Regions from separate parts of the Hordeum vulgare genome. Here region 1 is linked to region 2. Evidence: chromatin contacts called from public Hi-C data. All regions are on one chromosome and are shown on one strand. Each heading gives the region's core, a stretch centred on a gene start, on an enhancer-like site or on the middle of the called end of the contact. The rest is flanking DNA. Distances are from core to core; before and after follow the strand shown.

Region 1 (3,060 bases), core at 349-2,848, 130 kb before region 2:
GCTCCCGCGCTGCGACATCTGCCAGGAGAAGGCCGCCTTCATCTTCTGCGTCGAGGACAGGGCGCTCTTCTGCCGCGACTGCGACGAGCCCATCCACGTCCCAGGCACGCTCTCCGGGAACCACCAGCGCTACCTCGCCACCGGCATCCGCGTCGGCCTCGGCCCCGTCTCCACCTGCGCCGCCGGGGACCACGGCGCAAGCCACGACGCCGACCACCACGCCCCGCCAAAGGTCGCCTGCGACCACCAGCCGCCGGCCCAGCCCGCCGCCAGCGCTCAGCAGGTTCCCTCGCCGCCGCAGTTCCTGCCGCAGGACTGGGCCGTGGACGAGCTCCTGCAGTTCTCGGACTACGAGTCCAGCGACAAGGTAACAATCCAACCCCACCGCCGATACGATGATCTCGGTGCTCCTGTCTGTGCTTGCCTTGTTTAGGGCTCCGTCTCGACCTTGTTCTCATGTTATACTCGTGTTAATTTGCAGCTGCACAAGGACTCGACTCTCGGCTTCAAGGAGCTGGAGTGGTTCACCGCCGACATGGAGCTCTTCCACGACCACGCGCCCAAGGGCGGCAGGGCGGCCATGGAGGTACCCGAGTTCTTTGCCTCGCAGGCGGCAGACGACGCGGCCTACTACAGGCAGAGCAGAGTCGCCGCCACCGCCGGCGTGCGCCAGAGCAAGAAGGCCCGCGTCGAGATCGCCGATGACGAGGACTTCTTTATCGTACCTGATCTTGGCTAAGCGATACTCCTAGGTTTAGGTTCTGGTACTTCCTCGTGTGATTTTGCAGTGTTGTTGTATACAGAGAGGAGCTGTGTACAAAAGCTAGTGTTCTGTCGAACTGTGCCCTGTGCATCTTAACGTAGCATCGCTGAACTCAACTGTGACATATAATAATCATCCGAAGATCTGAGCTTTGTGAAATACTACACGCTTGTGATGCTCCACTCAACTTTTTGACCACTCCCTCCGTTCCGTCTTTTTTAAGAAAGACTGATGAATATATATAAAAATATTTTAAAAAATATAAATTCCCTTGTTAACGAAATTTTTATAAAAATTTATCTGTACTATTAAAAGCACGAGATTAAAAGCACGAGAGGGCAGATCCAGGACCGTCGGATATATTATCAAGGGTTAAAAACGTCATTAACGAAACTAATCTTTCGTTAACGAAACCGATCACTCTAATTCGATCGCTCACGAAACCCACCCCCACGTCCATGTTCTGGAACCGCCCGCTCTGCCCCGCCCCCGCTCGCCTCGCGCACCCGGCGCTGCCGCCCGCTCTGCCCCGCCCCCGCTCGCCTCGCGCACCCGGCGCCGCCGCCCGCTCGGCCCCGCCCCCGCCCGCCTCGCGCACACGGCGCCGCCGCCCGTTCGGCCCCGCTCGCCTCGCGCACCCCGTGCCGCCGCCCGCTCGGCCCCGCCCTCGCTCGCCTCGCGCACACGGCGCCGCCGCCCGTTCGGCCCCGCTCGCCTCGCGCACCCCGTGCCGCCGCCCGCTCGGCCCCGCCCTCGCTCGCCTCGCGCACACGGCGCCGCCGCCCGTTCGGCCCCGCCCCCGCTCGCCTCGCGCACCCGCGGGCGCCGGCCGGGGACGAGGGCCTCCTCGTGTAGGCCGCCTACGGGGTCAAGCTCGTCGCCGACGCCCGCGTCGCCGACCTCGAAGGCGAGGCCTTCGACCTCATCGCACTGCCGGGGCGTCCACCACTCCCCTCTCCGACCACAATCAAGGCTTCGACCAAATCAGCCTTTTTCTTTTCCCTGAATCAATCAACAACCGCCTACTATGCCTGCCTAACTGTTCCATTGGCGTTCGCGCTCGCTGCAACCTCAAAGATGTTGACACACATGGCCTGATCATTTGGTATTGCTGCTTAATTCGGTGTAGGGCGGGATGCCGGGATCAACTAATCTCAGAGACTGTAAAGTGCTCGAGAAGATGGTCAAGATGTATGCAGAGAAGGGGGAACTCTATGGCGCCATTTGCGCTGTGCCCGCGGTGACGTTGGCCCATTGGGGCATGCTCAAAGGTTTAAAGGTGAATAATTCGTGAGCGTTTTATGATCAATTGACTGTCGTAGGGTGGTCTTGGTGGAAAGATGAATTGTATTCACAAATTGCTGTCGTGCTTTGTTACCTCAGGCGACTTGCTACCCGTCATTCATGGAGAAGTTCACTTCTGAAGTGATCCTTGTGAACTCCAGGGTGGTGGTGGATAGAAATGTGGTGACCAGCCAGGGTCCAGGAACAGCAATCGAGTTTGCTCTTGCTTTGGTGGAGCAGCTATATGACAAAGAGAAGATGGAGGAGGTTGCTGGACCTTTGGTGAGCTATAAACTGCAGCACCCTATATCTGCTTCTTTTTGCTGTGTTACTGATTTTTTGTTATTAATAACATGGCAATTCCTATATATGATTCTGTGCCATAAATGATATTTGTTCACATTAGTAATACCTGCAAATTGTTAATTTATACCTATGGTGATTTCACGTGAACCAGTTATCTGAATGGGTTATTGCCTCACCTTACAACTTACAAATAGTGCACACTGGAATTATGTTTAGGTCTACAGGGCTGGTAGTATGATCTAATGTGTTAACAGAGGCACCCTTTTCATCTACTATCCTTAAAAGACAAACCATCTATTGACCTCTGTTAATAAGATCCTACAATTTATTTGTATTCTGGAATTGAATTTATTGGGTTCAAATTTCATCAATCTCAGTGACTCAAACTTGCATTATCTGGTGTTTTGTTTTCATTTAGTATCATTCCCTATGTCTATCTTGAATTCTTTGCTTAAGAGAAGTTGGTAGCTTATAAACTTGTAATCCAACTTACTAAGGAATCGTATCTGTTTGATCAAAACCCATGTAGGGAACTCCGTGCCCTTTATACTTTGAATTCTGCGGAGATGGTTCTCATTTGACCCCAAAAAGAGAATGGAGTGATGTAAGAGTTGTGAGAAAATTGCGAGGGTTGCGTCAGCAAGAGAAGTTTGCCGCACGTAATCATTTCAGAGGGCTGCGTGATAGTCAGCAAGCGGGCGGGCGCA
Region 2 (3,181 bases), core at 671-3,170:
TGGGGATCGCCTATTTCGTGAAGAACTGTACCGAGTGAGTACAATCCTTCGTGGACGTAAGTCATGATGACATAGACAAGGTTGCTTCTTCATGGATCCTTTGTGGGTGGAGCCTCCATGGACGCGTGGAACTGTTACCCTCCGTGGGTTGAAGTCTTCATCAACGTGGACTTACGATAGCACCACTTATTAGAACCACGCAAAAAATCAACGTGTCTTCTTTGCGTTTTATATTTCTATCTCTACCTCACTTTACTTTCTTGCACTTGCACGATATTCACTTACCGCTCCTCATTCTCTAGATGTGCTTGTGCAGGAAATATTAGATGTGACTTAACTTGTGCAATCTACCTAAGATTCAAGAGGATCTAAAATTACACCTTTGCCATGTTAAGTGTCTATTTAGCCCCCCTCCCTCTCGACCACTCTTCTCGATCCCACACCCACCGCCAAGCCATGATGCTCCAAGCAAGCTCATGCCCACGATAGGCTCTCCCACAACGAAGGGCAGAGCCCCACAGCAGGCTTCAACGAGCTCCACATCGCCGTTTTCCCGCACATCCGGAGGTGACGTGAGGTAGATGTGGAGCTCCTTGCCGTTGAGCACGTGGTGGCGGCCAGAGATGAAGGTGTTGCCGACCGTCTCTCCGCCACAAAGGACGAGCATGCCCTTGCCGACACGCGCTGCAAGTCTGTGGAGAAGTTCTACCTCGGTGTCGATGAGTGAGTCTTTCGATCTAGGTTTAATTGTATGAACTTTGTATTTCCTACGTACGAAGTATGATTGTGTGATGAACTATTTGTAGCGCAAACATGTTTTTAATTTTACGGTACAAACTTTACCGGATCTTTTCTATCGGAACCTTCACGCTCATGTAAAATCGTTTTAGATGGATGCCCAAAATGATTTTGCATTACCGGATCTGTTAGAGATGCTCTGAAATTTCAACACATAGTTAAAATTTGGAAAAGCCGAGATGGAAAAAAGATTGGTATAACATCCCTACAATGGGATTGCGTCAATAACAAGATAACACGATAGTTCATCGCAAAAAAAAAAAAAATACAAACAAGATAGCACGATAGTGACTCCACTGCTTGATCGATTTTCTTCACCGGGACAGCTAACTAATTTTACCATAATACTAGCTAACTACCGACGAGCTTGCGATCAAAAACACAAACGAGAAACCACAGAACACAAGAGACAAGATAACTCGGGATCACGACGACGAACTCGCAAGATGACTAGCCGTGTGGGGCCGTTCCCTCAGTTCCTTCAGTATCCGTCGGAGTTGCCTCCGCGGCCGTAGCCGCCGTCACGCCGCCCACCGTACCCCCTGCCACCGCCATAGCGACCGCCTCCGTAACCCCGGCCACCGCCGTAGCCGTCATCCCCATAGCCATCGTCGCGGCGCTGGCCATACGCACCACCACCTCCGTACCTGCCACCACCTCCGCCGCCGCCGCCGCCGTACCTGCCGCCACCCCCGCCGCCGTACCCGCGAGACTGGGCCTCGTTGACGACGATGCTGCGGCCGTCGAGCTCCTTACCGTTCATCCCCTCGATGGCGTCCTGCATCGCCTGCTCGTTGGAGAAGCTGACGAAGCCGAAGCCGCGGGACCTCCCAGTCTCGCGATCGTTGATGATCTGCACGCGCCATGCATGGTCGAGTCAGAAAACTGAAAGCAGCAAACAATATCGAGAAGAGTGAGAAGGATGGGTGTGCGGCGGACCTTGGCGTCGAGGATCTCTCCGAAGGAGCTAAAAGCAGCCTCGAGGCCGCGGTCGTCGGTGTTCCAGGACAGGCTGCCGACGAAGCAGCGGTACTCGGCGCCGTCCGACTCTGCCATTCCCACGGGAACCTCACACGAACCAAGCGCGCGCGTACCGGAGGGAGAGAAGAAGACAACCCACCACACTCTGCGAGAGCAATGAGAGGAGGGCGCCGCGGCCGAGCTTTATAGCGACGTTGACGCGCCGTCCGGATCGCGTCCAACTCACACCGAGCATGGCAGTATACCAACATAGTGACGACATGCGTATAGCAAACTGAACCATGGTGTCGACACTGCAATGATCTGATCGATCGAAACCGAGACATATCCACCTCGGATACAGAGTGAAGAATATAGTCTACGTAGAATGGGCAGGATTTTTAAACGGATAAACGGTGTCACAAATTTACAAACATACAGTAAAATTGGAGTTCCGCTCTTTTCCTTACAGTAATGTCATTCAGAGAACGTTCCCTGGGGGACCAGGGCAAACGAACATTTTTCGCGGCAATTTATGTTCGGGTAACAATCCTTTCAAGCGAACATTGCAATTTTTACGGTAAATCCCTTGTCTGCCGGAAGTAATTGGCACCCGTCTTCGAAAAAATCGTCATATGTTTTCGATGAATTTGCCATAAAAACATTCACAAATACCAAGTCATCCAGGGAAAGTTCGCTGGCTATTGTGCTGCTATTTTTAAATCAATGCTAAGAACCATCTGGTGCAAGCATGCCATGGGGATGCATAGACCTTCACTGCATGACTATGAGTGTAGATTGAGAAATAACGCCCTCTGAAAGCAGATAATATTGTGAAGCCACATTCAAACTACCCATGAAACCCATGGAAAGCTCAAGGAGGGTTCGCTATCACGGAAAGCAAAATGTCAATGGGCTCAAAGAGTTTCTCATGTCTGTTGTTCCCAAGTTGATGCATGTAAATTGACACAAAAAGTTGTAATGTAGTTGATGATATTGCCTTCAGCGACACCGAGATAATAATCGCCATGGAAGATAGCATGAATTTTGATGTGCTCGATATTCTGAAGAGCCAACTTGGGGATTGGAGAGAAGGGAAACATGGAGCCTCTTAAATACATAAAGGGATGTAAAGACATTTTTTACTTTACTAATTCCTAGAAGGAAGCAAGATTGATATGTTGGAGGGGACTTCACTTTGATGTTGAAGGTAGAGTAGTGGGGGAGGGTACCATCATAGTTGATGATAGCTAGAAATAGTGTCATGGAGAGCGACAACAGGATCACATTGAACACGCCAACTTCTATCACACACCACCACCACCCCGTCCATATTTGTGCTCCCTTCTCCATCCAACCATAAGCTATGGCCAAGATGATGACTAAAGTTGAGCCAACTCACACCAAGAATCTCGTAGACAGT

What was found. Hi-C and Micro-C count contacts between places; a contact is called where the count stands out from the background.
Region 1: a Hi-C map of leaf shows a contact between it and region 2, with 4 times the contacts expected there. The contact joins the promoter of LOC123401161 here to the promoter of LOC123403078 in region 2. A contact is called at or near these places in 2 of 6 Hi-C or Micro-C datasets (leaf and seedling).

What each region holds. Positions count from the first base shown.
Region 1 is chr6H:345,877,267-345,880,326 of MorexV3_pseudomolecules_assembly, reverse strand. It overlaps LOC123401161, which reads left to right and starts at 1,598. Exons shown (of 4, transcript XM_045094891.1): 1 at 1,598-2,042; 2 at 2,147-2,329; 3 at 2,883-3,060. The coding sequence starts at 1,899. It overlaps LOC123403653 (B-box zinc finger protein 25-like), which reads left to right. Exons shown (of 2, transcript XM_045097569.1): 1 at 1-367; 2 at 482-922. The coding sequence ends at 739.
Region 2 is chr6H:345,748,861-345,752,041 of MorexV3_pseudomolecules_assembly, reverse strand. It overlaps LOC123403078 (glycine-rich RNA-binding protein-like), which reads right to left and starts at 1,920. Exons shown (of 2, transcript XM_045097051.1): 1 at 1,738-1,920; 2 at 977-1,651. The coding sequence starts at 1,854. The coding sequence ends at 1,280.